Linked DNA regions of Mus musculus: all the other regions are linked to region 1. Evidence: chromatin contacts called from public ChIA-PET, Hi-C and HiChIP or PLAC-seq data. All regions are on one chromosome and are shown on one strand. Each heading gives the region's core, a stretch centred on a gene start, on an enhancer-like site or on the middle of the called end of the contact. The rest is flanking DNA. Distances are from core to core; before and after follow the strand shown.

Region 1 (6,046 bases), core at 1,575-4,074:
TATTTAAAAGAAAAAAAAGAGTCCCGTGGCCAATGACATTTGGGAAGTATGCAATAAAAACAAGTAACTTGTTTTTCAAACATGATATTTTTGGAAAATAGTTTTATTAAGATTAAAATATCATAAACTTCACCAATTTAACATAGTCCAGTGGTTCTTCGTTTGTTCACAGAGTTACAATGCCCACCTCCATCAATTTGGGTACATTTTCATGACACCAAAAAAAAAAAAGAAAGAAAGAAAGAAAGAAAGAAAGAAAGAAAGAAAGAAAGAAAGAAAGAAAGGAAGGAAGGAAGGAAGGAAGGAAGGAAGGAAGAAAGGAAGAAAGAAAGAAAGAAAGAAAGAAAGAAAGAAAGAAAGAAAAGAAAAGAAAGAAAGAAAAAAGAAAAAGAAACTCCATCATATAAGAATGCCTTAGAAGTGAGCCATGAGCCAGAAAAGACTTGTGCCCGGATTGTATCCCAAATATTTCATTAGTGAAAGCCTGTCTACAACCAACCACTCAAGGACTAACAAATGCTGGAAAGTATTACCTGACATATTTTCAGCTTGCCACTGTGTGCTAATTTCTTAGCTTTTTTTCTTGTATGTTGGAGTAGCTGAACTGCTCTTCTTGTATGTTGGATTAACTGTGCTACTCTTCACTCATCACACTGACCCAGTGTCCATGTTGTTTGAGGCACAGCAGAGGAAACATAACCTATATCCATAAAGCCACTGTAAATACAGAGGTGAGCTCATGCTGAACTTATTTCCAGTGTTTCTACTTATTTAAAGCCTCACTAGTATCTTAAGAGGATGAAATTGGAAATATCCTATGGGTGAGCCCCAGGCTTCATATTCTAAGGAGGTGGGTTACAGGAATCACAGGGGGACTCTATATAGGCAGCACTTAACAGTCATGTAAAATTCTGGGAAACAATAAACACCTGTCCTCCTTTTGAATATGCATCTGGCTTAGAAAAAATATCTTTATGGGATGATTCAATCCAAAATCAGTCAGGAAAGAAAAAGCTAGAGAAGAGAAATTATAGAAGAAGCCATTTCTAACTATGAGTATTGAGTCTCTATATCAAATTGAAATGCTTCATAAGACTTACAGCTCATACACATACCACAAACAAACCCACATTTGGGACTCTATCGTGTGGATCTAAGGATGGTAGAACAGGAAGTCATGGAAAATGGGTGATTGCTTCATTGCTAATCTCTTACCTGTTAATAAAATGGAGAGAACAAGTTATGCTGGAGCGCCCATTCCCAATAGCTACATCTATAACACAACACCTATACCTAAGGTGTAGGGAGCATTATGGAAGAAGTGACAGAAGATTATGGCTCTCTGCTGAGAGATACAATCATGTAGACATGGCTGGAAAGCTGTACTCATAAAATCTCAATAGGGTTGCCTACATAAGACTTATGTAGTGACCACAGCAGTTCACATGACAACATGGATGTGGTATATTTCATAAGACCCCACTCAAATGATGAAGATGAAGAGCTATAGTCAAGCAATGGCTACTGACAGACAGGGGTGGAGGGAGAACAGATATACATGCAATTGAAGGACAAAGAGACAGGAGAATAAATCAATTTCCATAGTAAATAATTGCCTAATATGTTATCCAAATTGAAGTAGTGAGCCCTAAATGCATGCACATATGAGCAACAGAAATGAAATCAGAATGTTGTATTTACATACAGAGGAAAGAGAGAGAGAGAGAGAGAGAGAGAGAGAGAGAGAGAGAGAGAGAGAGAGAACACAATAATTAGAGAAGAGGTCATAATAGTGTGGCTACTTCTATCCATCTTTGAAGGGGGTAACAAAACACCCATGGAAGGAGTTACAGAGATAAAGTGTGGAGTAGAGACTGAAAAAAAATGACTATCTAGAGACTGACTCACCTGTAGATCCATCCCATTTACAATTGCCAAACCCAGAAACTGTTGTGGATGCTAACAAGTACTTGCCTGATATAGCTGTCTCCTGAGAGGCTTTGTCAGTGCCTCACAAATATAGAGGTGGATGCTCACAGCCATCCATTTGACTGAGCACAGGGTCCCCAATGAAGGAGCTAGAGAAAGGACCTAAGGATCTGAAGGGGTTTGCAGCCCCAAAGGAGGAACAACAATATGAACTAGCCTGTACCCCCCAGAGCTCTCAGGAACTAAACCACCAACCAAGGAGCACACATGGTGGGACTCATGGCTCCAGCTGCATATGCAGTAGAGGATGGCCTACTTGGTCATCAGTGGGAGGAGAGGCCCTTTGTCCTATGAAGGTTATATGCCCCAATGTGGAGGAATGCCAGGGCTAGAAAGCGGGAGTGGGTGGGTTGGTGAGCAAGAAGAGGGAGGAGTGTGTTTTTTGGAGGGGAAACCGGGAAAAGGATAACATTTGAAATGTAAATAAAGAAAATATCCAATAAAATAAAGAGAAGAGGTCATGAATTCGAGAGAGAGTAGGGAAGGATTTGGAGGAGGAGAGAGTTGAAAATTATGTAAATGCAATACTCATGTATATATAAATATTTTAATATGACTAATGTGAGCAAAGAAGTGGAAGAAGGACTCATACCTCCACTTTATATTTTCCTGTTTTCTCTTTGTAGATGTCGCTGCTGCTTCACTTGTTTTTACTATGGAGAAATACCTAGAAATCTTGATCTGCAGCTGAAGCTGCTTCATACTGAGGGGCTCTGAGCCTGTCTTCTGTAAACATCTGCATTTGGAGACCAGTTCTCACGATGACAGATGCTGGAACATAACCTCACACACTGTCAATCCTCTACAGCTATTGGTTGACACTGTCAGGCTCTTCCCTCCCATCAATCACCTTAACACAATATGGGACCACATCCTCTTCTATTCTAGGAAATGTGGCCACTCTCTTTGCACGCTGAAGTTTACTTTATCTTTATGCTTCAACTTTGAGGAAATGCAGGTGCACACATACACATAGGACTATACAAATACATTCCAAAGTACATATATTTGTATAGCTCAGTGGTTTTCAACCTGTAGATTGTGAACCCTTTAGGTCACAACCTAAAGAACCGTAGTGAACAACCCTTTCACTGGGGTCACCTAAGACCACCAGAAAACACAGATATTTACAGTGTGATTCATAACAGTTACAAAATTACAGTTACTAATAGTAGCAAAAATACTTTGATGATTGGGGTTTACCACAACATGTAGAAATATATTGGAGGATCACAGCATTATGAAGGGTAAGAACCACTGCTATAGATAATATATGTGAACTGGCATATGACCTCACATCTCCGTCATCTACCAACCACTGATATATTAGTACAGAACGTTAGACTAGGTCTAGTTATACTGTAATACCAGGTATTTTACTTAGGAAAAGAAAGTTATCTTCTCCAAGAAACTAGTTCCTCATTTGGAAGATGGAAAATCCTTCACTGTGTGATTATGACATCGTTTACTTGAAAAGAATTTCATAATTTGTAATAAGCAATGAGGTTTTCTTTCCTAGTTGTTCCTAGACACAGCAAGAATAAAAGATGAATCTATTATGTGAGGGCAAGAAGATCTCAGAATCCTACAATGTGGACCCAACACTTCCCTGGTGAATTCTAAGTAGCATTTCATTACAACCTTAATCTAGAAGACTTTATCTCTTGTGCTTAGTAAAACCAAAGCCTGGGTGCTTTCCTCTATCCTTCTTTCCAGTTCTTCCATATCAACTTCTTTGGCCAACCATGTCTACTGCATAATTTATTAATATAGGGTCAACTTCAGGTCTTGACCTCAATGAGCTTCTTGGCTCTTTATTCCTGGACATCATTACCCACTTACTTACTTACTTGCAGTGTTAAGTTCATGCCAAGATATCCAAAATTTCCATCTCTAGTCTGAAGTTCAACTTCCTAGGTTAAAGAACGTTATTATGACTTATGGGCTTTCACATTAAGTATGTCCATGTTGAAAGCCATCAACTACTTTTAAATAATCAAAACCTTGTTCCTTTTCCACAGTTTCCTCTGACTTCCCCATTAATTGAAAAAGTAAAAATAAAAAATAAAACCAGTTGATCACATTCACTTATACCTTCTCTAGTACCTGAACTGGGAGCCTGGCATGAATTTTCCAAGTCTACTGCTACTCTTCTAGTGAAGGCCATCAGTACTTCTAAGTGGGGCATTGCCATTGAGGTTTTCGAGTTGACTTCCCGTGCTCATCTTTTGTTTTACTCCAAATTTATGTTCTTGCTGGAAACATTTTAAGAGTTTGCCATTGCATTTTGTAGACAGGCAGTTGGCAGTCTGATGTATCAGTCTGGATGAACGGATGCACTTCATTTAATAGTAATATACATGACTTGGACCTTTTTTTTTTGGATCATCAGACATACACTTGCTTTCATTCCATGGCTCGGTCACTTCACATCACCCTGATCCGCCCCTAGACCCATCTTCACTTACTCATAAGTGGTTCTACTCATAGATCCATGTTATTTTACTTCATTGAGAAGATACCTTGCCCTGATTCATGCACCTATAATAATAAATCCTTGGGGTTCCCCCACACACATGGGAACTTGTCCTTTGCATCCATAAAATCTACAGTGATTATAATTAGACAGCTTTACTGTCCATTTGAGAGTGCAGTATATGGCAGGAGACATTATTCTGCTTAATTCCTGAATACATATCTCCCAGTGTAATTTCTTGAAGACAGCCAACTTTTAGAACCTGTTTATGAATGAGACAATTAAAAATAATATTTTATCACTCAGAAGGCAGTCACTTTACCCTTGAAATAGCTGTCTTAATGAAAAATTTTGGAAATAATGAAAATAATCAGCATGAATTATTTGACTTCTTGAATTTAAGAAATAGATTACAACATAACTTTTTTTCTTGTTAATGTAGGTAATCAGTGAACAAAAGCTTAAAAACACTAATGAAGACAAGCCTTCATTTAAGGCAGATACAAAATCAATAGCTCTAGCACAGTGACAGAAATATGGCCTTATAATAGAGAATCAGAATACCAGAGGGGGTTTTATTGGCTATAAATTAAGATTGGGTCAACCCCGGAATGCCCTGGACAGGCATTAATTTAGATGTTTGCTACATTGGCAGAACGAGAGCTTCTAAGAATGGGGAGAGCTGAGTGATACTTTAGACCCCCAGTATCTTTCTATTCGACCACCATTGAAGACTCACTTATCAGAGCTGCATGGCATCATGAAGATAGTTGACAGCAGAGAGGCCATCTTGATTTCCTGAATTTCCGCAACCTTCTTATGTTGATTTTCTTAAGATTTAGTCGAGTTGACATACTTTGTTGCTGAGTAACTGGAAAGTTCCTGGGCAAACCTCTCCACTCTCATTATTCCTAGGACTTCTTTTAGGCACCGATCTACAAAATCTCCTGTTTATTCTTACTTTCACTTTCTACTGTGACAAACTCAAATGCCTGCTGAACATCTTCCTCTCTGATTACCTTGCAAGTACCTTTCCTTATGCCATTCATAATAGCACCCTTCTGCTGACTCTCACTTTTAAAATGGATAAGATATCCACCTTGCCTCATTTGGGCTACTGTAACAAACAATGCCGACTGGGAAATTTATGTAAAAAAAAAAAAAGTGTACATTTATTTCCTCACAGGTTTCAGGCATGGAAAATCTAAAATCAATTTTCTAGCAAGTTCTGTGTCTGATAAGGGCCAGGTTTCTGCCTCTGACATGGCACCTTGAGCACTATGCTTGCATTTGGCTTAATGCAAAGGAATCAAATGGGCCTAGGAAGTTTCCTCCAGATACTAATCTCAAACATGAAGGTGGAGACCTTTGTGGTCTTTTTGCCTCCTGAAGGCCTAACCTCTCATTGTTATTGCTTTGAAAATCAGGTTCCAACATAATTTTGAGGGAGCTCAAAGATCAGATTAAAGCCGTAAGTTGGCCTGTTTTCCCCAGTGATCAAACCTGTGGCAGCAAGCTTTTCCAACTTCCTTTAAGAAGACCTGTCTCTAACATCAAATTCTTGAGTCTGTCTGTCAATTT
Region 2 (6,046 bases), core at 2,223-4,722, 930 kb before region 1:
TGCAGGATGCCCAAAACTAGGTCAGTAGGTTAGACAACTAAGGAAAACAACCAAAGAGACTTTGAGACTTGGATATTGGGAAGGAGGAGTGATGATTAGGTAGATTTGATAGGGATTAGAAATTCAGGAGGATGGGCAAGTATAAGAGAAGTATAAGATGATCCTGTTGTGTATCATGCTGGAGACGTCAAGTGGACAATTGGATATAGGAGTTAGGAGATCAGAAGAGAGATTAGAATTGGAAAGATGGAGAAACCAGAATATCGGTGGCTGTTACAATGAGGAGCGTATGGGTCTGGGAAGATGGCTCAGCAGATAAAGCGCTTGCTATACAAGCATGAGGACCTGAATTCAGACACACAGCATCTGAGAGAAAAGCAAGGTGTGACGGTGGGCACCTATAACCTTAGCACTGGGAGGGCAAGGTACAGATGGATCCCTGGAGCTCACTAGCCAGCCAGTCTAAGTGGTTGGGAAGGTATTGGTAAAGAGACTCTGTTCTAAAAACAATAAGGTGGAGAGTGAAAGAGGTGGGTGTGTGCCATTGACCTCTGGTCTCCACGTGCATGCACACATAAGCACCCACCCACATCCCACCACAAAATGAAATTAATCCTCGAGGGAAGATTCTATCACCCAAGCATAGTGTCAGTGGGAAGAAGAAAAGCCAGGAACCTACTTCAAGTATTGAGAAAGCAAAAGGAGAAAAGGGAACCTATGCATACAAATGGAAGGACTGATTAGCAAAACTTGAAGATCAGAAGAGGGAAACCAATTTTCAACACGATCAGTGGCCAGGCCACAGTTTGATGCTGTGGAGTCCAATTCAAATGCCACTGGAAGGTGGTCACTGTGTTTTTCTAGTCTCTGGAGATGATGTTCAAATAGTCCATGAGGAGAGAGACATGGTAAAAAGGTTGCAGACACAGGTACTGTGCACAAGTGTGGAAGCCCAGAGAGGTGTCCAAGCTCTTCACTCATTTTTGAGACAGGATTTCTTCCTGAACCTTTCTAGTCTAGAAGCCAACATGTCTAAGGACTCTAGGGAAATCTTTGCTCTCTTTGGAGGAGGAGTTCTGGGCATGCTTGGGATGCTCAACTTGTTACATGGGCACATAGATCCAGACTCTGGTTCTCACAATTGCACAGCAAGTGCTCTTAACTATTGACCCAGCTCTCATGCTCTCTCATTTTGTATTTCTGAGCATCATCAGGATTGTAAAAGAATAATTTGTGCCCTTGTAAGCCACTAACTTCAGTGGAATTACTCAATGCAGCAACAGAAATTAATACTTTTGACAGAAAGAGGGAGAATAGACACAAATAGTTAATTTGGGGTCTTGGTAGGCAAGAATTGAACATGTGTACGCCTAATGTTTGGATTAGGAAGCTAGGGTGTGTCATAGGATGGATGGAGATGAAACAGAAGTAAACAGGAAAGATCTTTGAAGCAAATCGCAGAGGCTGCTAAACTAGCAGAAGAAAGAATTGAATCCTGGTCCTGATTCCTAAAGAGAGAGGGCACTGAACAGAACGTCCACTGGCCTTGGAGATTCCAGTTCACTTCACAGCTCTGAGGGTTCCCATGGAGATGCTTGGTCACCCCCTGTGATAAGGCAACGAAGGGCCGTGTGAGTCTGACTCGGGTTTGAGGTTTCACTACGTGATGGGAATAGGGTAGTGGCTCTCTGGCCTCTGTAGAATGAAGGATGGGCAGGCTTGCAGAAGAGAAGGAAGTGGCTTCTTCCAGGGATGCTGGGTAAGGCTTCATTGAAAGAGGAGAATGAATGCCAAGTGGAGGAGCCAAAGTGAGATGCTAGAGCAGTGGGTTCTCAACCTGTGGGTCACAGTCAACTGGGCAAACCTCTATCTCCAAAAATATTTACTTTATAATCCATAACAGTAGCAAAAATTGCAGTTATTAAATAGCAACAAAAATAATTTTATGGTTGGGGGTAGGGGTCGCTACAACATGAGGACATAAGGGGTCACAGCGTGAGGAAGGTTGAGAACCACTGCTGCAGACAGAAACGGGGGGGTGTCTGAGGGTATGAACTGTCAGGGCTGAGTGAGCTGGAGCAGCTGTAGGCTTCAATGGCTGGTACCTTGGGAGGTAGGCAGGAGGCAGATAGGAGGCAGCTGAGATTTACAGCATGTCCTGTGGTTTCAGGTGGTTGCTTGGGGTTGGGCTTTGGGATGGGCAAGATGGAGTAAATAGTCATGAACTCCAGGGGGCAGGGTGGTCAATGATGCTGATGCTTTGGCCGAAGGAATTTGATTGGTGGGACTCAAGCTCCCAAGAACCCAGCATGGTGTCTGCTTCCCACAGGGTTCTGGGTGGATTCACACAGCCTACTTGGGTATGGGGAACTCGGAGTTAGATCTTTGTCCACTGGAATCTCATTGCCAAATGCTTTAGGTGTCTCCGATCCCAGTGTGGCCCACATTCTTTGCTTCCGAGTAACTACAGAGCTCATTTGGACTATGTTAGGCCTTTTGGTGGGTTGGATGCTTACAGTAGAAGCAGCCTTATCCACTTTGCCTGGTGAATTTGCCTTTCTAAACCTAGCTCAGCTGCCGTCTACTCCAGAAGGTTCAAATTCCCAGTTCCCTGCTCTCCAGGCAACTTTGAAGACTCCTTTGCAGACTCATGCTTTGCAATCAGTAAATAATCTCTGTCCATCGTTTCTCTACTCCCACCCTAGGCACTGAGCTCTGTATACCCAGCACTGAGAAAACTCACAATCCAGGAAGAAACACAGAGGGACTTTTAAGAAGAGGAACAGTTTTGAGCAGAGGGGTTAAAATAATAGACCGGGAACATGGCTGGCGCCAGCCTTTTTAGCTTTCTTGATATATTTACCCCCTTTCTAGAAGCAACTACCTAATAACTCATTGTCCACAATAAGATAGCAATATGACAAGGCCAGCCCTATCTGATTGCTAGAAAATTTCAATTTCTGAGCGAATCGCCTCTGTATTCTCACACTACATACAGGCTAAACCAAACACTTACTTCCTCATTAATCTCTCTATCAGGGGGCTATGTCTCCTCCTTCACTTCACCTCACTCTCCTGGATCCCATCACCTGTTTTGGGTGTGAAAACCGTGATGTTTGGCGCGGGGCCTAAACTCTCGGTTAACCTCGTGTCAAATCACATGGTTTCAGACAACCCAGAGGTCGTTTGAAATTACAGTTGGAATGCATGGAAAATGAGTGACAGGAACAACTGAGAACCCTCCCCCCACAGTCTTCAACTACTCCCCACCCCTGCCCCCCTTTAAAAGCCGCTGCCGCCTCCTCAGAACAAAATTGGCTAGCTAGATATTCAGAAACCTGAGCTTTGCACAAGAGTGAGGTGTTGATTTGGACCATTCGGGGATGACAGCTGCTCTAAAGGAGTGGGGTGGGCCTGGAGGCCCCCAAGGCGATTTCTACAGTCTCCAGAGAGCTGCTGTTGGAGGGTCCTTGGGGGCTTACCCCCTTCTGTTTTGCACAATCTATCTTTAGAGAACTGCAAGTTCATTTCTCAGAAGGGCCTCAGGGCTGCGATGACTTCTAAACGGACAAACCACTTCCTGCAATCTTTAACTGAATTGAGGCTGGGGTGGGGGTGGGCTCGGGTGTGACCATTGGAGGGCGGCCTCCATTCACACTTGTCCAACCCTCTTGTCTTTCCACAAACCACTTCTGGCTAGGTCCCAAGAGAGATGGAGCCAAAAGTGGTCCTTGGAGTGGACCACATGTGAGGTCACAGGTTATTCAAGCTTATGTCCAGGGGTTAACTATCCAGAGGGACCGGAGAAGGGGCAGGGCCCTGACAGGAAAGCCTCATGCCACCTAGATACTCTAGATGCAATGAAAGGCAACATGGGCTAGTCGTCTTCTGCTCCTGTGGACACCTCCTTCTTGCAGCATGGTGTCAGGAAGCCGTTTCAGGAATTAGCACAAAGCCATGGCTTTCCATCTCCTTGTGGAATGGATACCAGGTATCATGATGAAGAGTCCCCAGAGGAACCTTATGAAGTTGACTCTGCCGAAAGACAGAGGCTAACTGGGCTTACTCAGATCTTGTTTCTAACACTTTGTCACTTCAAGAATGTGGTGGCTGGGTGTCATGTCTCTGGGCCCCAATAACTGATTGACATCAGTCACCATCCTAGAAGTTAGATACGGAGGCTTTAAAAGATGATGGTCCTGTGAGTCCCATTGCAGGGCTGGGCTGGATCAGATGCCAGGTCTTAGTGCTGCACCTGCCCTATCTAGGTCAGTGGTAGTAGTACTACCCCCACTAGAGCTGACCACCAAACAAGATGTTTTTGCCTTTCACCTATGTGGCTCTATCTCACACGGTTCTGGCTGCCTGTTCCTCCAGGATATGCAGTTAAATGTGAGGAACAACAATATGAACTAACCAGTACCCCCGGAGCTCTTGTCTCTAGCTGCATACGTAGCAGAAGATGGCCTAGTCGGCCATCATTGGGAAGAGAGACCCCTTGGTCTTGCAAAATTTATATGCCCCAGCACAGGGGCCAAGAAGTGGGAGTGGGTGGGTAAGGGAGTGGGAGGAAGGGTATGGGGGACTTTTGGGATAGCATATGAAATGTAAATGAAGAAAATACCTAATTAAAAAGATTTGGAAATGATAAAAAAAGGAAAAAATAATCACATGTATAATATAACAAACACATCTGTCTTGATGCTGCATGGGACATGCTTTTGCTGTGAAATTATTTTGGCTTATTTTAGATTCAAGGGATGGTAAGATGGGTCAGTAGGTAAGGACCCTTGGTGCCAAGACTGATGACCAGAGTTCTAAACCCAAAGAAATTCAAGTTCAACCAAGAAACCTCTCCCCGAGAAGATACTTCATATCTTGTACTCCGTGGAAACAGGACTGGACTGGGGTCAGATGGTGCTGACATTTGCTCTCTATTCTGTCACTGTTTCTCTTAGGAGAGTTCATATTCATTTCTAAGTCTTAATATGGAACAACACTTCTTTCCCTGAAGTGACATGTAGGCACTCAACCATCACTTCGTTTGGGTTAGTTAGAAGTTCATATCAACAGTTTTGGTTAGCACAGGCCATTCATTTATAGTCACTGGCAGAGCTGGAAGGCTTGGTGAGACAGGGCCCTTGCTTTGATCTATATCTTCCCTGGGACTGTACAACCGCTTGATAGACAGCTGATAATGAGTGTGTTCTCTGGAACCCTGAAGTTAGGCTCAGAGGAGAGTCTGACAGGCTATGCACAAGGAGACTCAGGGGCTCCAAAGAAAGATGCTTTAGCTGGGTCTTGAAAAAGAAATATAATTAAATGGCCTTATATTTTCTGTGGAACTTAATCTCGCTTCCTTTTACATAGTCTACAATTAACTTCACTTTTTAAAACTATGCCACTGTTTGCCAACTCCAGCTTGGTAAACTTTGTGATTAGCATTCTGCCATTGCACTCAGGGCACTCATTTAAGCTCCTCCGTGCTATTATTCCTATTTTACAGAGGCGCCTGAGTCGCAGAGTTTCTCTTCCCAGTCAAGGAACCTAGAAAGGGGTGACATAGGAATGAGGCAGGGAACACCTGACTATCCTTGAGCTTATACAACACACTCTGCAGTCTAGAACGAAAGCTGTTGCTGGGCAGATCATAAAGGCTTTTAAAGCATAGGCTGCAAACAGGATGCTGTCTGGGAGGCCTGAGCCATGCAGACCCCCTTTCTCCAGCATGGGGAGGTGGAGGCAGGCATCGATGGCCTTTCTGGGCTTAATGAAGGGTTATCTGATCACCTTGGTTATTTGACCGTAAAGCTTTCTGATGTTTCACTTTAAGCCAGTGCTTTGGAAATGCAGAGAATAGATCCAATTCCAAGCCTGATGGTTCCCGTGCATCTAACGCTGATGGTAAAAAGGCTGGAATTGCATCGCAAGGGCATTCCCACATGCGGTTCAAAATAAGGGTTGTCAGCTGACATTCGAAGGGGCTACCGCCCAGAAAACTCCCAGAGTTTCCGGATACAGGTGTTTGGCACATCTGGGTGGCTGC
Region 3 (6,046 bases), core at 1,800-4,299, 880 kb before region 1:
GGGTTTCTGATGTTGGGGCAAATAGCCCCTTGTATGGCAAAATCTTTGTATAGTTCTTCCCACTTTTCCCAAAGCAAAACATTCATGTAGAAGACCACATTTTTTTCTTCAGCACACTCCAATGAACAGGAAGTTACTCACTCCATATTTGACTGTCCGTGGGGTTTGTCCAGGTCAGCTTGTCTGTTCTCCCACAACACTAAGTGGATCGGCATCTTGGCACATGTGTCCATTTATTGGTTAGGAAAAGCAATCTTCTGGCTTCTGTATGTCTGACATGGTATGTGTATGATGGCATTCGTACATACACACTAAACAATGTACTCACATTGGAGTATAGTGAATAAATATATCATTTTCCAGAAATAATAGTAAGTTTAAGAAGATAAACAATCCCCTTTCCAGGAGAAAGACAACCTTGAAAAAGTATGCCATAAGACTCCCTAGGCTTATTTCCATGGAAACTAAGAACCTAGTGGGACTGAACCAGTCAGTGCGGATGATGCACTGTGTCCTTTGGAGCCTTTTAGGCTTCAGGTGACTTTTTGTTGTCTAGTGAGTACTTACATTCATCCTTAAGTGAAAATATTTTCAAATGTCTGCGCATGGTGGCACATGCTTTTAATCCCAGAGAAAGTGCAACAGATATAGGTGGACTTGTATGAGTTTGAGGCCAGTATGGATTAAATAGTTAGTTCTAGGCCATCCATCCAGAGCTATTAGTAAGACCTTGTTTCAAAGTCTTTTTTTCTAATTGGTTATTTCCAGTGTTAAAGTTAGAGAATATATCTTTCCCTCTCTCTCTACCGCCCTCCCTCTCTCTCTCTCTCTCTCTCTCTCTGTCTCCCTCTCTGTTGTTGGGGAGTTACTTAGAAACCACTGTAGGTTGATGCTAACAGCCATTATGATTTAGCTAAACTAGCATAACTTTTAAAAATGCACCACACTGGCCATCCAAAGACCACTCAGTAGCCAGAAACAGCAATGTCAGAGGGATGAATAAAGCTAGGCTGCAAGGGGCCTTTAGGCTTGAAGTGAGACATGGGGACCGAGGTTCTACTTTTTCTGTTTTTTTTTTTTTTTTTTTTTTTTTTCAAGCTGTACTCTTGGGAAGTTGCAAAAGCTGAACAGAAAGTATGAAATCTGGAAGTTAAAAAAAAGGTGCAAAACCTCCCCAAAGTGGCCAATTCTGAGAAACAGAGGACATTGTGATGACTTTAACTGCCCTACATTTCATTTTGTTGATTTTCTTTTTAATTCATGAATTTTGTTCTTTGACTGTGTTCTTTTTCAATGTAAAACATGAAGAAAGCCTATTGTTAAAATCGAAGTTGCATTCTCTCTTTTAAAAATTCTATTCTTACATTATGAGAAAATTCCTCTTTTGATTTGTCATACCATTTTGAATAAGGCATTCCATATGCAAAGCACTTAAGGCCTGGGAGAGAGTGGTAGATGTAACCGATTTGAGGGCTTCATTCAGGTTTATTGAGTGGATTAGAGTCACTCCAGCCTCCTCTCTGCAAGTGGCTGTCTATAGGAGGCCTTGGTGTCATAGTTGACACAGCACTTTGCATTTAAATAGCTATGTGACCTTGAACATTCCTAATACTCCTGGGCTGGGGAGGTTTTCCTCTCTTAAATGGGGATACATAATTTGTAGCTGCCTTGCTGTTGAGATGTTGTGAAAATTAAATGAGGAAACAGGCCAAATATTCCACACATAGTAAACAACACTGTGATTATCAGTCTATCAACTTTTAGTAGAGCCAGTGGGGTTATGTGAAGGTCGAGCATTGGCTCTGTGCAATGTATGTGTATTGAACTCCATCAAGGCCATTAACGGACAGGAGATATGCAAGGGTAGCTCATATTCGTTTATCATCTGCTGGGGGCTAGGCTCTGCTCCCATCTTCTTAGGAATATTGTATTTAATTTTTATAATGACATTTAGGTCTGGGAACTAAGTGTGGGGACTATTACATATCTCATCCTTTATGATTAAGCAATCTAGGGTCATAGAGTTTCTTTCTTCCCTAAGGTCACAGAGCAAAGTTAACTATCAAACCTAAGAAAGAGATTTTAGCTTCCCTTGTAGTTGATCACATTAAGTGACCAAACTCATAGTGTCAGAATAAAGTTTTAGGAAGTTTCCAGAGAGGGACCCTGTCCCATTGCTTTTGGTTTCAATAAGATTCAGACTATAAGTCTTCTGATACGCTGATTGATGGGGACTTTCTTCTGTCTGAAGATGGCACATGCCCACTAGCCTTTAGGTGCCTCTTGAGGCATTTTTCCTGATCACAAAGTGAAGATGTCAGCTTGGTGAGGCTGGGGAAACTGCATTTGATCAAGCTCCTTTTCAAGGCCAGCTCCACTTTATACAACTTTTATGCATTATTTTGAGCTCTTTCTTGTTTTTCATGCTCTTGATCCCTCTTCTAGATCCTTCTTGACTATTACCTTATATGTCAAGGCTTTCCATGCTTCGGGGTATGGTGCTCTGCTCTCTATTTTTTATGTCTTGGCAGCTGTTAGAATGCAGTGTGTGTAAATGGATTCCACCTATCTCTATTAAGCTAAGAGTTTCTGAAGGAATGCCTTACATTATGATTTAGTATATTAATATCTAGCAAGTTAGTGAATTGAAAACTAACACTCCTGTCCAAATTACTGCAATCTAGCTGAAATCACTATCATTTTCTTCGTAGGGTAAGTGTTTGTGTCCACTTCTCAGTTCTCTGCTTATCTCCACCCTCATTTTCAATCTTCTACGGTCAGAACAATCTCAGAATAGTTCTAATTGATGGTTTTTTTCCTCTTTTTTCTTTTTATTTTCCTTCTTTTTTTGGTCCAAAGTATATTTTCTTGATTTTCATTCTCTGCCTGGGCTTTTTGGGGATTCTAATTTAGTCTGCTCAGTTCTTGCCTGGCACGGTAAGCTTGTTAGCTAGTTAGTAAGGCTTAGTTCTGAGATCTCAGTAATTGAGGAAGAGATACACATGCGTGCAAGAGAGAAACCATTCATGAAGGTTGGGGGCTGGGGTGGGGATAGCAGTTGAAAGGGATATGAAAGCCACTTCCCTTTTCTCATGTGAGTAGAAACCCCAGCAGGAGTTATCAGAACCAGTCATCTGTGTGATCATTCATTCATCTATTCATTCATTCATCTTAGACAGACCCAATCATCAGAAGAGCTGCTCGGTCATTTCTCTTTCTCTTCTTCTGGACCTTGTCCAGCTTATTCTAGATGGGAATGGCCACCACGGCTTTTTATGGTTCTGTGCTGTTCACTAAAGTGTATGTTCCTTAATGTGACATGTGAGATTGCTGATTTAGTCTCTGCCTACTGGTACTTTCTACTTGCTCTCTAAGCTACAGCAATACTGGTCAGCTCCCCTCTTTCTGTGTTTCTGTCTTTTCTTCCAAGTCTTTTCCTACTTACTTTTCAAACTCATCCAAGCCTTATCTCAATCTTAAGACTTTCCTTGAGTCTGTAACCTGAAGTTATAAGCCCCATTTGTCCATTGCAGCTCTGTAGGCAGAAGGCGGTTTTAGCTCTTCTCACTTTGTTATGACCCTTGTGGATCTTTGTCCTTCCACTGATCTATGAACTTTTCATAATCAAGGTCCATGTGTTATTTCTTATAATAACAGAGGTGTTAAATAAACATATCTTGAGTGAGCACATTAACTGTATGCTGCATGCTATGGAAAGTGTGTATTATTTTGAATCCTAGTAAATCATTCATAGGTTTGGTAGAAGAAAACTGTACTTATGTATTAATGTAGACTCAAAAATGGATGGGTTTGGGCAAAGCTAGAGGCAGATACAACAGCCTGTCTTCTCATTCTCCATTTCAGTCCCTCCCACCTTATGCTCTATTCTGCCCGATCTAGGAAGTGTCAGCATAGTTCTAGGTAGATGTTTCTATATTCATGTGACTTCACTTGGCAAATATCTGTAAAAGGCCAATATTTGAGCTGCAAACCTCATTGTCTCTATCATTCTATTCAACTACTATTTTTATAGTTTGAAATCATCTGTGGATGACATGTAAATGAATAAACATAGGTGTGTTTTAATATTTATTTTTTATTTTTATAAAATATTTAGTAACTTAAAATTAGCCTACTGGTCAACTCTCCTATTACATGACTATTTGTGGCCAAGTCTCAGGGCTCCATATTCTAGCATACAGTACATATATCCCAAAGCATCATTAGCCTTCCAGCGATTTGTCTGCCTTTTTTAAAAAATAAATTTATTGGTTATTTTGCTTATTTACTTTTCAAATGTTATCCTTCTTCCTGGTTTCTCCTCTGAAAAGCCTCGATCCCCAGCCCTCCCCCAACTCCCACTTTTATAAGACTGCTTCCCCTCTCACCCACCCACTTCCACTTCACTGCTCTACCCTGGGGCATCAAGTCTTCACAGGACCAAGGGCCTCCCTTCCCATTGATGCCAGATAAGGCCATCCTCTGTCACATATGCAGCTGGAGCCATGGCTTCCTCCATACTCTTTGGTTGGTGGTTTAGTTTCAGCGAGCTCTGGGGAGTCTGGTTGGTTGATATTATTGTTCTTCCTATGGGGTTGCAAACCCCTTACAGCTCCTTCAGTCCTTTCACTGACTCTTCCACTGAGGACAGTATGCTTAGTCCAATGGTTGGCTGTGAGCATTCTGAGAGCAAAGCCTCTCAGGAGACAGCTATATCAAGCTCCCGTCAGCAAGCACTTCTTGGCATCAGCAATAGTGTATGGGTTTGGTGTCTGTATATGGAATGGCTCCTCAGGTGGGGCAGTCTCTGGATGGCCTTTTTTTTTTCAATCTCTGCTCTACATTTTGTCTCTGTATTTCCTCCTGTGAATATTTTCTTCTCCCTTCTAAGAATTGAAGCATCTACACTTTGGTCTTCCTTCTTCTTGAGCTTTACATGGTCTGTGAATTGTATCTTGGGTATTCCGAGCTTTTAGGTTAATATATACTTATCAATGAGTCCATACCACATATGTTCTCTTGTGACTGGGTTACTTCACTCAGGATAATATTTTCTAATTCCATCCATTTGCCTAAGCATTTCATGAATTCATTGTTTTTAATAGCTGAGTAGTACTCCATCAGCAAGTGCTTCTTGTCATCAGCAATAGTGTCTGGCATTGGTGGCTGCATATGGGATAGATCCCCAGGTGGGACAGTCTCTGAATGGCCTTTTCTTCAGTCTCTGCTCCACACTTTGTCCTTGTATTTCCTTGATAGGAATGGATAGCAAGGAAGTTGATAATAACAACCATCTAAGCCAACTCCTTAATGCTTGTGAGTCTGCCTCTGTTTGCCTTGATGGTAACCTGTTGCTTTCTGAGCTGGCCCTCCTTGCCTTCTGACCAGGATACCCCCTTTTGTCACAGTCATATTAGGAGTTTTCATGATCTTCCTTTTAGTGTCATCTTGGCTTTCCCCTGTCTTCTGTATTTTTCTATCTTTATCTCATGTAAGAACACATTATTCCATGGTAGATGTTTGAGATTCTATTTATTTATATTTACTTGCCATGTTAAGATAGAATTTAGTTTTAACTTTTCTACTCTCTAGGTATATGATCAGGATATTTTGTTAACCATCTAAATCCCTAGTTTCTCATTGCCCTATCTACCATGGAGGTTGTTTGCAGTTCATAAGGGAATGTGTATATTCTTAACACATTGTGCATTCCAGGGTAAGCAGCCATTCATTCGTTTTCCTACCAAGTGCTGGCCAGGTATCTTCAGGGTACTAAGAACTGTTTATTAATGATAACAGCCACAGCTATAAATGTGTAACCAAGCAAAGTTGAAAATCAGATGCATGAAATATTTCAAACTTTATTTTTCTTATCTTACAGTGACCCTGGAAATATACGTTTTCAGGAAGTTTCTGATTATTATTATTTTTTCTGCCAGCATCAGAATCTTCGTGCTTTTGAAGTTTGGGGTCTGGGTAGATAGTCATTGAATGGATGCATTTAATAAGCAAATCAATAAAAATGCCTTGTGGTTTCTTTGCTTAT
Region 4 (6,046 bases), core at 2,312-4,811, 560 kb after region 1:
CATCTGTGGAATGGGTAGGTGGCAGCAATATGCAATAGCAAGACCAAATGAGACATTTGAAGGAAGCCATCCAACAGTGAACAATAAATCAGTATGGCTGAGTTGTTGGTTTCTAAGTTGGCTCTCTGTCTCCTTGGCAATAGGAGAAGGGCAAGGACACAGTAAAGACCACATACTAGCTCCTGACAGAGGAAAAAAAACACAAGGACCTCTTCCCAAGGCAGTCAAACTGTTGAGTGTTTTTAATTGATGTTTTTGATCATACATAAGGAGTGATGTTCTATGAAAATTAGGAAATTAAAGTTTCTAAGTTTCTTCCAAGAGCATGGGGGGAGGGGAGTCCCAGGGGCTCAGTGAAGAGTAGAAAAGTCTCAATCTTACTGTCACACATAGAACTTGTAGAGTCACAGATTCCTACCCTTCCACAGAGATGAGCTAGGGATAAGAGACATGTGCACACAGGGTGACAGGACTCATCTGTCCACTTTGAGGATATCTGTTCAGAAGTCCCTCAGGCAACCCAGCAGAAGGAAGAGGGTAGGGAGGGGGTCAGCCTGCTGCAGATGCTGCTGCTCAGGTTCCCTTGTCATATCACTGCCAACACTGTCCCCAAGAATAGGACAGTAGCTTGCTCCCTGACATCTGACATGGCCAAGCAAACCATGGGTCTGCTAAAGGCCTTTAGGCATCGCAAAATGTCAACTGCTGGGACCCAAAGTTTATGTCATACTTTCTGTGACTAGGCAAAACAAAGGACTCAGTATCTGTGACAGGCAGATCCAGGCCACCCAAGATCCTTAAGAATTAAGAGACAAGAAGGCTGATTGGAAGCCCACTCCTTAGCCCTTTGGCTTTGGTATCTGCAGCAGAATTCCAAGTATGCTCAGGTCCCTCATCCTCTTCTCCACATCATAAGGCCAAAGGTAGGGCCATGTAATCTTCTTTGCAGCAAGGGGGGGGTGGGGGGGGAATATACAATGGCAAAGGAGCTTCAACAAAGATAAGCAGTGCCTGGGTAAGGCAGGGGGTCCATCATTAAAGGATGGAGATGGGAGACACAATCCATCACAACAGAGGCTCACCAGTTCTGTTCTCAGTAATTTAGCTTCCTCATCTGGGGCAGCTGGTTGTTTACTCGGACCGTGAGGCCAAATGGCCGCACAGATGTTGCCACGATCAGTCAGCCATGGGTAGCAGATCTTACACACTGAGCAGGAAACAATGAGCCTGCTAGAAAATAAGTGACCATGGATGGATTTCTCAGGAATCCATCCAAACACCATCTGACCACTGCAAATAGATCGGGCCGGTAGACTGGGGCACCTGTAGCAGCTGAGGAAAGCCAAATACCTGGCTGTTCAACCAAGACGTTTCTGAGCACAGGTGTGATGTCAGAGGGTATTTGCTCTCCCCAAAGAAGGCCCTGAAAAAGATCGAATACAGATACAGCTGGATGGTTCCAGGAGGGTTGGCCCAACCTGGCTCCCATCCTTGCTGAATTCTATGAAATCCATCAAGGCTAAGCATGAAAGCATCAGGGACAATCTCAGGACACTGGCTGCCAGGGGTCAAAATGAGAGTCCCAGTAAGTAGCAAGTATCTCTTCGGTTCTCTGACCCTGACTTGTATTCAAAGATAGATAGCAGCCGTGGTTACCTTCTTGGATGCTGAGGAAGTCAACACAATACAGCCCCAGCTCACAGTAGGGGCTTGATAAGCATTTTGTTATTCTCAGTGTCTAACTGCTGTCACTCATTGATCCTCCTGCTTAGTAAGGAGCTTTCTTAGAGAACTGGGTTAATTCTTACCATGGTGAGTGTTTGCTATCCCAGTGCTTGGTAGTTACAAGCAAGGCTGTTCTCACTCTACTATCTCTTCCCACTGCACCCTCTCCGCCTTCCGACTTCTGCCATATTGTAAGGCAGATGCAGTTGCCCAACCATGAACTAACTTCCCAAAGCCCAGAAACACAAACCTAAACAAGCATCTTTGCTTTATAAGTTACTAAGCCTCAAGCACTTGGAGACTTAGACACTTACTGAAAAGGGGCTTGAAAAGAAATAAATAGACCAAGATGTTTGCTTTGTTTTAAATACAAAAGAGGGACAAAACAAAAACAAAAAACAAAAACAAGCAAATAAAAACCAATAACAACAACAACAACAAAACACCAAAGAAATGAACACATTACTGTGTGAGCCAGCACTGAGCACGAAGCAGTAATCAGTCCCACGCAGCATCATGTTTCTTCCCTGGCACACAGCAGTCACTCATTCCTTGCACATATTCCTGTTTTCAGAAGATAGATGGGCTAAATCTTACAGAGCTGTCCAACCTTTTGCTATTGCGATATGATAGTGTCATCTATGAAAGTAGTGAACTGCATTAACAGCTATCGTAAGACTCAAGTGGCCTATTGGCCACAGGTTAGACACACCTGGTTCCAAATGGCTAAACTAGTATCCTGGGTAACACCTAAGGGTGTCAAAGATTTGATCACTAATTGGTGAGGTCATATATCCTTGACTCCCCAGCACAGCTAAAAAAAAAAAAAAAAAGCCATCGAGGAAAAACACCCTCAAGAAATGCAACTCAGGCAGTGTGTGAAGCCTTTCCTCTGCACAGCGGTGACCTAAAGAGAATGGCAGGGACTGCTATCAGTCCCAGTTAGGGCTTAAGAAGCCAAGGCTCAGAAGAGCCATGAACAGAACATTGGGGCTCCACAGAGGAGAAGCTCGGAGGGGTAGGGGAAGGTATAGCTTCTACAAACTGGGAACTGGAAGACGGGATGCTCTCAGGTCAGTGAGGGCCACTATGATTCTATGGAGAAAGGCTATTTGTCCCAAGAACTCTGGTTTCTAAGCCAAGCTCCCTGAGCAGTAGGCACACATGGGGTCAGGGTAACATCATGTGCGAAGAATGGAGCAGATAACAGGTGTAAACATGGTCACTGGTGAAACTGAGGATTCGGTGAAGTGTGGGAGGAAGAAGGGTCCTAGAAGGTCGATGGTGCCGGTAGATTTCCCTGAACCATGAGAAGCCCGTCATCTCACTGTTGTCCACCTCAAACTTTCCTTTTCATACCTACCCTTGCATTCACCTTTCTTTTATAAGAACCTTCCTACCATAGGGGTGTCAAGTGATGAAGTCACCACCCAAAGTAGTTTCATTTCTCCAACCTCAAAACCCTCCTTTCCTGCCGCACACTCACAGCTTGTCACCCAGAACATCAAAGCCATTGCTTTCCGGAAAGCTTCTCTGATCACCTGGGTGACTTGTGGAGATAAAAACAACCTACCCCACACTAGAGATCATCTACTTCCTGCTATGTCTTGGTCAAGGCAAGAGCTGGAAAATGGGGCCAGAGTGTACCAACAAACACTTCCCAAAGAGTTGTAAGGTCCCAACCCAAAAGCACTTTCTACCAAGGGCTCTTGCCAAGGCAGACAGTTGTACCAAGCTATCTCTGTCTTTTTCAAATAGAAACTATAATGGTCTCATGTTCACTCTGTAGAGTCTCTACTTACTGAACTGTAATGACAGCTCATTTGCATACAGGAAAAGTAAGTCAAGCAGTTACACACACTCTGGGCTGTAGTTTTTGGTGACTCACAGAAGAAAGCGTATAGATTATTTCCATTCGGCTCCATCCTCCAATTACTTAAGTGATGGAAAGTCACAGAGCCAATGGGACCCCTGGGGAAGTTCCAAGCTACTGGGAATTCAAACAGTTAATGTAAGTTTAGCAGGGAGTTTCCCGTGGTGCACAGGTGCACCATCAGGTGGGCCGTGATGGAGAGTCCCACCCCTGAGACACCTCGCACCTCATCTCAAGAAATGATCTTCTAGAAAGACAAGGAAATACCGAGTCCCAGGGCCCATGATCCAGGAAGTCACATCTCCAGGTCTACTCTTCCAGGAAGCCAGTGTTGAACCTACCTCATATTATAAACTTCCTATTTGTAGCCATGGTGCACGACTCGTATAAGGAGCTCAGTAGTAGAACATTGTCCAAATAGTAACCACTTGCTGAATGAATAGTGCTTGGGTGAAAACATTCCCTAAATACTGATTGCTTATTTTGTGCTAGGTACCATGCATCCATCATTAAAAACAGTTGCTTGGTACAACCAACTGACACTCAGCTGCCAGCTTCTTTGGAGACAACTTTAGCTGAACAGGGTCAGACTCAAGTATCCTTCCAGGCAAAGCTACATTGTCACTGATCAACCGTCATGCCACCACAATTCAGGACAGTTCTCAAAGAGCATTCTAGTGTGGTCTATGCAGAGCTCTCTCTGAGGCTATGCTATGCTCAGACACCTTCACAGCTTGATGGCTCCTTCCAATCCTGATTCCTTCCATGCGTTTCACAATTGTTGATCCCAATGTACTCCAGAGTAAGCATCCTGCTTATTAACCTACACACTGATACCTGCCTCAGAGAAAAATTCAGCATGTAAGATGCAGGATCTCATGACCCATCTGTGGTGGCCCAGGCCTGTAACCCCAGCATTCAGGCAACTGAGATATGACGATTAGTAATTCAGGCTAGCCTGGGTTAGATGGAAAGTTACAGGCCAACGAGGGTAGTTTTTTATTTGTTTTTGTTTTGTTTTGTTTGTTTTTTTACTTTGTTTATTTGGGTTTTTGTTTTGTTTTGTTTTTAATGATGGATTCTCAAGGCTCTGTGTTATCACATAAAAGCTCTAGTAAGGCAGGTAACATCCCTATAGATGAGGAAACAATGCATCGACAAGAGTATGGGATTCAAGGCTCACAACTATGACTAATGAGCAGGAGCTATGAAAAAGGTTCAGATCTTCATGTTTGTTGCAGTGTGTGCCTAAGTCCTAGGCCATTAGAGTCATACATGGTCTATCTTTGTTCCCCCAGCACACTATTCATGAAATAGCATAAGCAAAACGTTCCTCATGTGATTAGATGATGATTGGATGGACAGAATGTAATGTAATCATATATTTGTTGAACAAGGAAGTCAGCTGAACCTGCTATAGCATAAACGACCAACCACAGTGATTTGACACTCAGTGTGCAAAGCTTGGTGAACCTTTGGTTGTATAATGTGTAGGATTTAATGGCAAAGATAACAACTAAAGAACTCCTGAAAAACTTCCTGGAGGAGGCATGTGTGATTTACATGATTTGAAAGAAGGAGCGAGGAAGATGTACAAGGACACTGGGTTAATAAACCAGGCCTTTACTTTGCTATCCAATGAACAGGACACATGCTTCACACGACAGTCCAAAAATGCAAAGTGTGGAAGAATTCCACAGCCATAGCCTTCATTACTAGATCAGTGAACCATGGTGTTCCTGCGGTCCCTGTGGAGAGGTCACAGAAGGCCACCAACACATCACTATGGTCTAAATCCTCATTCCTATAGTGATGAGAAACTCTCAAGCTCCTGGAATCAAGGAGATGACAGCTGGCAACCCGAGCTTCAGAACTGATGTGAGATTTCCCAAATTAGCCACCCCTTGAGCAGTCCACAGTTGCTTTGGGTGCCTTGGCTTCCATGGTCGTGAAGTAGAAAGAGCCTCGGAGGCAACCAGGAGCTTCTTCATTCTGAGAAGATAGCCATAGGAGAAGCAGAACCAGCCTTGGGAAAAATCCAGACCCTAGCTTCAGTCTCCCCATTGAAAAGGTACGGACACTTGGAGGACCTCCTTTAGTTAAGATCCTAGAGTCCAACTGACCTCCTTTCTGAGGATAATACTTGAGATACATGGGCTATCGAGAAAGGGAAATGAGAAGAGCTTGGGGCTTGTGCAGACAACGGTCGGTGAGGACAGTGAGAGAGGGTGATGTTTGCTTGAGGCAATTAGGAAACAGGTGATACACAGAGCTAAACGAGAAGGGTGTTCCAGAATCCATTGCTGCCTTTAGCTTATTATTATAGCATATCCCTGAGCTGGGAGCACCTCACTAGCCAAATGCCAGGGCCAGAGGTGGCAGTCAGGGGGGACAGTTCAAAGAACCAAAGTCCAGGGCAGACCTTGATGTCAGTATCAGGTAGCAGAC
Region 5 (6,046 bases), core at 1,966-4,465, 520 kb after region 1:
TCTCAAAGCATCAACAATGACAACCACCAAGGGGGTTCAAGAGACCCCCCCCCCAAAAAAAATATAGGCTGCTATCTCATTGCTCTTTGTTGAAGAGTCTATTGCTGAAGACACCACACAGTTCAGTCAGGGCCGTGAAGAAATCATGTTGGCACTGACCTGGAAGCCTCTTTGTGGGTGGGTAGCTCTTAGAGTGCTGGAAGATGCTATGAATGCTGCCAGAAGCTAAAAGTTATCAACAGGTCTAACCAGCTGTAAGCCCTGTGAATTACAATCATCATCAAAACAGCAAGAAGTACCCAATGGAACGATAGCATTTTCATCTGGCTCCTACATACTTATCCCTAGCTTTGTAGAGTGCAACTCTCAGGCCTTGTCAAAACAGCTTCTTTTTGCTGTGTGCAGTAGTTTATCCCCAACAGGTCAACATCCACAGAATAAGTGACCATGGGGCTTCTGTAACTCATCCCCATCACAGAAGAAGGAGCAAAAACCTTGTAAGAGCCAGAGGACCAGAAATTCTGCTGCCAAATAGTTTCTTCTGGACATGACAGAGGTGCGGCACCCAAGAACATTAAGCACCTATGGCTATAAGGACTGCACAGACCCACACTGGTCAAAATCCCAGCATGGATTGGGGAAGATCTCACCTAGCCCAGATCTAGGTTGAACAGCTAAGGGCAGTCAACTGCTATTGATGGAAGGGTCAGTTCCCTCCAGGAATAAGCCCTCTGATAGGTTGATCACACCCCGGTGGGGGCCCTACAGCAGAGTATATGTGCACCACTAATCATAGTTATAACAAAAATAACAGAAAATGAGGATATGAATTTGAAAGTGGGATATGTAGGGAGTAAGGGAGGAGGGTGAAATCAAAATGCATTGAACTCGTGTGGGAGAATCTCAAAACCAAAAATGAAAAACAAACAAACAAAAAAATATACAGCGTACAAATAGTCTCCTTTCTCCCAAGACACCTAAATCGGTATTTCATCAATGTCTGGGTCCCCTGCCCCAGCTAAGGTGATAGGTGATCACTTTAGAGCAGATGCAAACACAGTGATTCTTCCTCTGCACAAATATTCATTTCCATTGGACCCTCTCACTAGAGTTTCAGACATAAGAATTCCACCCCTTACTTGAAAGATGAACAAAATAAACAGCCAAACTCTCCTCTCCGATTCTAAGTAGCAACTCGGGTTTCTAGCTGCTCGAGATTAACCCTTTTCTCCCCAACACTTGGCATCCCAACCACCAGTCGGCTGCATACTGGGGACTCATTCCGAACCTCAGAGCATCTCCCCATGCCTTCCCCACCACTCAGTGTCTTCTTTCCATATCTACAGCAGTCTGGGGGTTCCAACATCCTGCAAAGTGAGCCAGCTGCTTCCAGTCCACCTGCAAGACAATAGCCTGGTTAACATTGTCTCAATGAGAGCAGAAGGAAACTTCTTACCCTGCCCTGTCTCCTCCTTGAGTTGCTACCTTTTTGTTCTTTTAGACTATGTGTCTCCTCCCCAAGTGTCTATCTTAACTCACCCAGACAGGCCATTTCCGGAAACCTACCTAATCTGGAAGATATGGAGTGCTCACAAGATATCTTAGAATTCTGGTCCAAAGGTGGGTGGCGGACACTAACATGGGGACAATAGAGGGGATAGAGTACCACAATGGATTAGGGAGACAGGGTGATATGTTTGAATTTGGCACATGTCTAAAGCAGGCGGTAATGCAGATTATTCTCTGAACTGCATTGAGAAGGGGGAAAAGAGTTGAGAGGCCAGCTAAGGAAAGATCAGAGAGAAAGATGATCGGGTCAGGGGAAGAAAGGAGGTGAAAACCTAAGCAGGTGACCTAGAACTGCTATGAACTGTGCAGCCACGATTTCATACACCGATGCTCAGAAGAATTGCACACAACCAAGTCAGAGAGGAAGAAATGCATTTGACAAGAGGCCAAGGGGAAGAAAGATTGCCATGACCATGAAGAGGGGCTTGGGGTAGCCCAGCCAAACTCCCAGCAAGCAAGGCTCAGCTCCTCTCTACACTCACCTATTCTCCTGCTCCTCCACAGAAGGGCCCTGAGCACACAGAATCAGCAGCAGCAGCATGCGCTGTTCTCATCCCTTGGCTGAAGACACTGAGGAGAAAAGGAAATTTATCTTTCCTTTTCAAAACGGATCCAAGTGAGATATGCATGGTCAACAGAAGGGTGATATAATTACTAACCAGGCAATTTTACTTCTGAGACCTCCGCACTTGAGTTTGTTAACATGTTATCTTCCATCTTAGCCCACAGTCCCAACAATAACTTCACTGCAGCCTCCTCAGCCTCCCCTTAGTTGGTCTCAGTCCCATAAAGGTAACGGTCATACCGCTTCCCACTGCAGCATCCTTGTAACCAGAGACGGTCCAGGCAGGGGGCAAGGAAAGAATAAGACTAGGTAAGCATCAGTACTGCTCATGCTCAAATAAAGACATGGGCTTGGGACTCCCACTGAAGCCTGGTACCCAAAGGAGCATCCATGGGCATTTTGAACCAAGTCCACATGGTCAAACAACAGAGTATGTTTACTCCATGAGAAAGTCTTCATCTGAAGACTTCCACATGGGCATCTGCAGGTCATAGCACCAGAACCTTCTTTTCTACAAAAGCCACAGCTGTCCCCTAATATAGCTTTTATATAGTTTTTTTTTTTAACTTGGTACTGACCAGGACTTGATCATCCTAGCAACTCATGTCAGAACCTTACATTGACAGATCCATGTATATAACATAAAGTGTTCTGCAGAGGAAGGAACGGGATACAGTAGAGAGCATGCTACTGTTGGATGTGTTGGATATCAGTGGGTTAAACCACAGGATCTTCTCTTGTCAGGGAGACATGGCAGTGTTTGGAGACCTTTTCATTCACAGTTCATAGCCACCATGACAAGGAAATGACCGCTGTCTTGTCTTTACAGAATACAGGTGAACCTGGTGTTTGGAAAGGTTTAAGTTAAGCCCAGGTATTGGGACTCTGGGACTCCAAGTCACAACAAATGCTCAATAAATATTACCTGCTGCTTCTAGTTATTGCTGTTGTTCTTAAAGAAACACACTTGATAGGTATTTGAACTGCACCAATTTACTCTGAGTAACTTGCCCTTAAGTCAGTGTACAGTGTGAGCAGCAGAGGCTTCCAAAAGGCCAAAGGCTCTGCTGAATTTCAAGGTCAGTGCTGTGTCCACAACTGCCATGCTACCAGTCACCCATGCCAAGGATCCTCCCACACTCCAGACTTGTAGCCAGGAAACAACAGACATACTTCCTGCAATTCCTTGGTGGTTCTTTGTGCGGCTTTTTGAAGCTTTTGTGTTCTCTAATGTGCTGGGCTGGGTGGACAGCGCCATCATGATCAAAGACCCAGCTGGCAGGTATGCCAACCCCGTATACGCTGCCAGCCACCAGGCACCAGCTGCCAGCTGCCAGCCACCAACCACCAGCCACCTGCCACTGGATCCAGGAAGAGTCAAGGGGGGAGGTATTAGGCTTCACAACGGCTCCAGGTGCTATCCCAGCCACAGGCTCTGCCTTGCAACAGCTGAAGTGTGCCTATTCCAGGTGTGCCAGGCAGGAGCTGACATTCAAGCAGCTCCTAGACCAGCAGTGGCTGGCAGATCACTGGCAATGTGATGGCTTAAGGAAACTTAACCTTCTGACTGGGACAAATGAGTTCAAGAGGGCCCGAAGGGAGAGTGCAGCATCCTTCCACAGGCCCAAGTTCACAAGTGCCATACTTAGTCCCAGGCAGGTTGGGGCCAAGGGGTTCTAAGATAACCATCACTGAAGCATATGCTAGTGAAAGGCTATGTTGTATTACATGAGGAATTCTGCAAGAAATTGGGCCGGAAAGGGCTCAGAACATCTATGGTGGTTTGAATGAGAAATAGTCCCCATGACCTGAGGCATTTGAATGCTTGGTCTCCTGGTGCAGTTTGGGGGACATTTATGAGGTTTGGACTTTTGAAGGAAGTGTGTCATTAGTAAGCTTTGAGAGTAAAGGGACCTGAGTCATTTCTAGCTCCCCGTACCCCTTCTCATTGTGTTTGCAGATCGAAATGTGATCCTTCATATCCTGTCCCTGCCTTTGCTGTGCCACCGCAGATGGACTCTCACCCTCTAGAACCGTAGGCCCCAATATATGCTATTTCCTCTGCGTTGCTTTGGTCATGGTATTTTATCACAGTAATAGAAAGGTAACTACCGCATTCTATGTTCATAGCTCCTAGTAGAACAGATACCCATTTGCATTAAGTGTCAAAAAAGGGAATGGGGAACTTCCTAGAACTCAGATGCTTGCTGAATCTGCCTCTGGGAACCCCAGAGACCTTCATGGAGAAATTCTGGGTGTCAGCTATTCCTCTAATCACCCTGAAAATCTTGAAGATGTATATCACAGCATCTGCTTTATCAGTTAGATGGATAAGGAAAGTCTATTGGCTGTCACATTTTCCACATAGAAGAAACATTTATAGATAAGAAAAAAAAAATCACCTAAGGTCAAATGGCAAACCAGGCTCTAACACAGGAGCTCATTTCTTATTTTTTATAAACACGTATGAGATCCACATCACATGGAATAAGACTATTAAATGAGTGATATACATGTCTGAAGTGACAATAAATACAGAAATGATTACGCACACACATACACACATACACACATACACACACACACACACACACACACACACACATACACACACACACCTCCCCCACTATAGATAGTGCATGTGTGTATCTTTGTGCCCGTGACTACATATATTAGCAAATGTGTTTCTTAAAAGTTTTGTTCTGCCGGGCATGGTGACGCACACCTTTAATCCCAGCACTTGGGAGGCAGAGGCAGGTGGATTTCTGAGTTCGAGGCCAGCCTGGTCTACAAAGTGAGTTCCAGGACAGCCAGGGCTATACAGAGAAACCCTGTCTCAAAAAACAAACAACAACAACAACAACAACAAAGTTTTGTTCTTGCTTGTCTGAATTTCCTAAATTATAGAATGAGTATTTACTGCTTTTTTTTTTTTAAGTTAAACAGTAAGAATGGAAGTTCTACTTCCTTTTCTCAGCTGGATCTCTGACTGGGAGCACAACAAGGATCTAGAGAGTGCAGCGGAGCTTCTGTACTGTTTCCTATGCTCTTGACCATTTCTTTCTATGCGATGATGCACCATGCGACACCTAGGATGATACAGTATCACTGTAGAACTCACATAGAGTAGCATTGCCAGCTGCTGTTCTTTGTAGAATGCTTATACTGGCCTAGCCCATAGTACCTCTTTGTCCATCGCTAGTGTCAATCAATGTACTGGGTGAATGTCCATGTACAGAAGAGGAAAATGAGGCATCCTTGTCTCCTCACAGTCACAGAACCCAGCCAGCTCATTACATTCCCACTGCCAGAGATCCTTGGTGGAGACAGGCTGTGGACTGAATGGCGTGGGTAAGAGAAGAGAGAGGGTTTACTCATGGAAGGAGTAGTTCCCAGAAAGGATCAAGACTATGGGAACAGCCCCAGCCAGCAGCCCCAGATGGTATGTTCATGCCAGCTGAGGTGAATATCTGGGCATTTCTGTCCAGGGCCTCAGGGTATCCAGGTGTGGGAAGCCACCAAGACAGGAAGCAGCTACCAGGACCCTGATACCCAACCTTCATGATTGGCCAGCTTGGTTGGCTGCCTGTCAGGACTTCTAAAGGGTGAATGAAGAGGCTGGCTAAGTCTGCCTGAAACCAAGATGCTTAAACAAAGGGAGGCCACTGTGGGCTAAGCTGGCAGAAGTCCATGGCGGGGACAGAGGGCAGGAAACAAGAGTCACAAAGTAAGAGGGGGAGGAGGGGAGGCGTGTACAAGGTGCTATCTGCGTTGGGCATTCTCTGCCCACAGGAGGGAGACAGAATGTGAACAGGAGGCCATAGCTGGTGAGAAAGCTGTGAGGAGGTCTGAGCTGTGAGGTAGGTAGAAGTCAGCAGAGAGCAAACCTTTCTTGTTCTGTTTCCTTTTCTT

What was found. A called contact is a pair of places that touch in the nucleus more often than the background predicts. ChIA-PET counts read pairs in DNA pulled down with a chosen protein or histone mark. HiChIP or PLAC-seq counts read pairs in DNA pulled down with a chosen protein or histone mark.
Region 2: a Hi-C map of Th1 cells shows a contact between it and region 1, with 8 times the contacts expected there. The contact joins two enhancer-like sites. A contact is called at or near these places in 3 of 484 Hi-C or Micro-C datasets (DN3 thymocytes, Th1 cells and myeloid progenitors) and 4 of 115 datasets of contacts at active chromatin or transcription factors (CD8 T cells, Th17 cells, embryonic stem cells and 1 more).
Region 3: an H3K27ac HiChIP or PLAC-seq map of DN3 thymocytes shows a contact between it and region 1, with 10 times the contacts expected there. The contact joins two enhancer-like sites. A contact is called at or near these places in 1 of 15 datasets of contacts at CTCF or cohesin (large pre-B cells), 1 of 484 Hi-C or Micro-C datasets (myeloid progenitors) and 2 of 115 datasets of contacts at active chromatin or transcription factors (DN3 thymocytes and acute myeloid leukemia).
Region 4: an RNA polymerase II ChIA-PET map of memory CD8 T cells shows a contact between it and region 1, with 154 read pairs. The contact joins two enhancer-like sites. A contact is called at or near these places in 8 of 484 Hi-C or Micro-C datasets (B cells, CD4 T cells, Th1 cells and 3 more) and 7 of 115 datasets of contacts at active chromatin or transcription factors (CD8 T cells, Th17 cells, effector CD8 T cells and 3 more).
Region 5: a Hi-C map of DN3 thymocytes shows a contact between it and region 1, with 7 times the contacts expected there. The contact joins two enhancer-like sites. A contact is called at or near these places in 2 of 484 Hi-C or Micro-C datasets (DN3 thymocytes and liver) and 2 of 115 datasets of contacts at active chromatin or transcription factors (CD8 T cells and memory CD8 T cells).

Annotation. Positions count from the first base shown.
Region 1 is chr15:62,727,484-62,733,529 of GRCm38.p6, reverse strand. No RefSeq gene overlaps it. Among named protein-coding and RNA genes, the nearest start is that of Gm41333, 61 kb to the right of the region's middle. Within about 2 kb of position 2,824, at least 31 of the 459 cell types and tissues checked have an H3K27ac peak or open chromatin away from gene starts, as enhancers often do. A contact at or near this core is called in CD8 T cells, DN3 thymocytes, Th1 cells and 6 more, where this site is marked.
Region 2 is chr15:63,655,622-63,661,667 of GRCm38.p6, reverse strand. No RefSeq gene overlaps it. Among named protein-coding and RNA genes, the nearest start is that of 4930449C09Rik, 60 kb to the left of the region's middle. Within about 2 kb of position 3,472, at least 58 of the 459 cell types and tissues checked have an H3K27ac peak or open chromatin away from gene starts, as enhancers often do. A contact at or near this core is called in CD8 T cells and Th1 cells, where this site is marked.
Region 3 is chr15:63,608,379-63,614,424 of GRCm38.p6, reverse strand. No RefSeq gene overlaps it. Among named protein-coding and RNA genes, the nearest start is that of 4930449C09Rik, 110 kb to the left of the region's middle. Within about 2 kb of position 3,049, at least 74 of the 459 cell types and tissues checked have an H3K27ac peak or open chromatin away from gene starts, as enhancers often do. A contact at or near this core is called in DN3 thymocytes, where this site is marked.
Region 4 is chr15:62,167,001-62,173,046 of GRCm38.p6, reverse strand. The region is part of intron 1 of Pvt1 (Pvt1 oncogene); the gene reads right to left. Among named protein-coding and RNA genes, the nearest start is that of Pvt1, 130 kb to the right of the region's middle. Within about 2 kb of position 3,561, at least 65 of the 459 cell types and tissues checked have an H3K27ac peak or open chromatin away from gene starts, as enhancers often do. A contact at or near this core is called in CD8 T cells, Th1 cells, Th17 cells and 5 more, where this site is marked.
Region 5 is chr15:62,209,905-62,215,950 of GRCm38.p6, reverse strand. The region is part of intron 2 of Pvt1 (Pvt1 oncogene); the gene reads right to left. Among named protein-coding and RNA genes, the nearest start is that of Pvt1, 170 kb to the right of the region's middle. Within about 2 kb of position 3,215, at least 24 of the 459 cell types and tissues checked have an H3K27ac peak or open chromatin away from gene starts, as enhancers often do. A contact at or near this core is called in DN3 thymocytes, where this site is marked.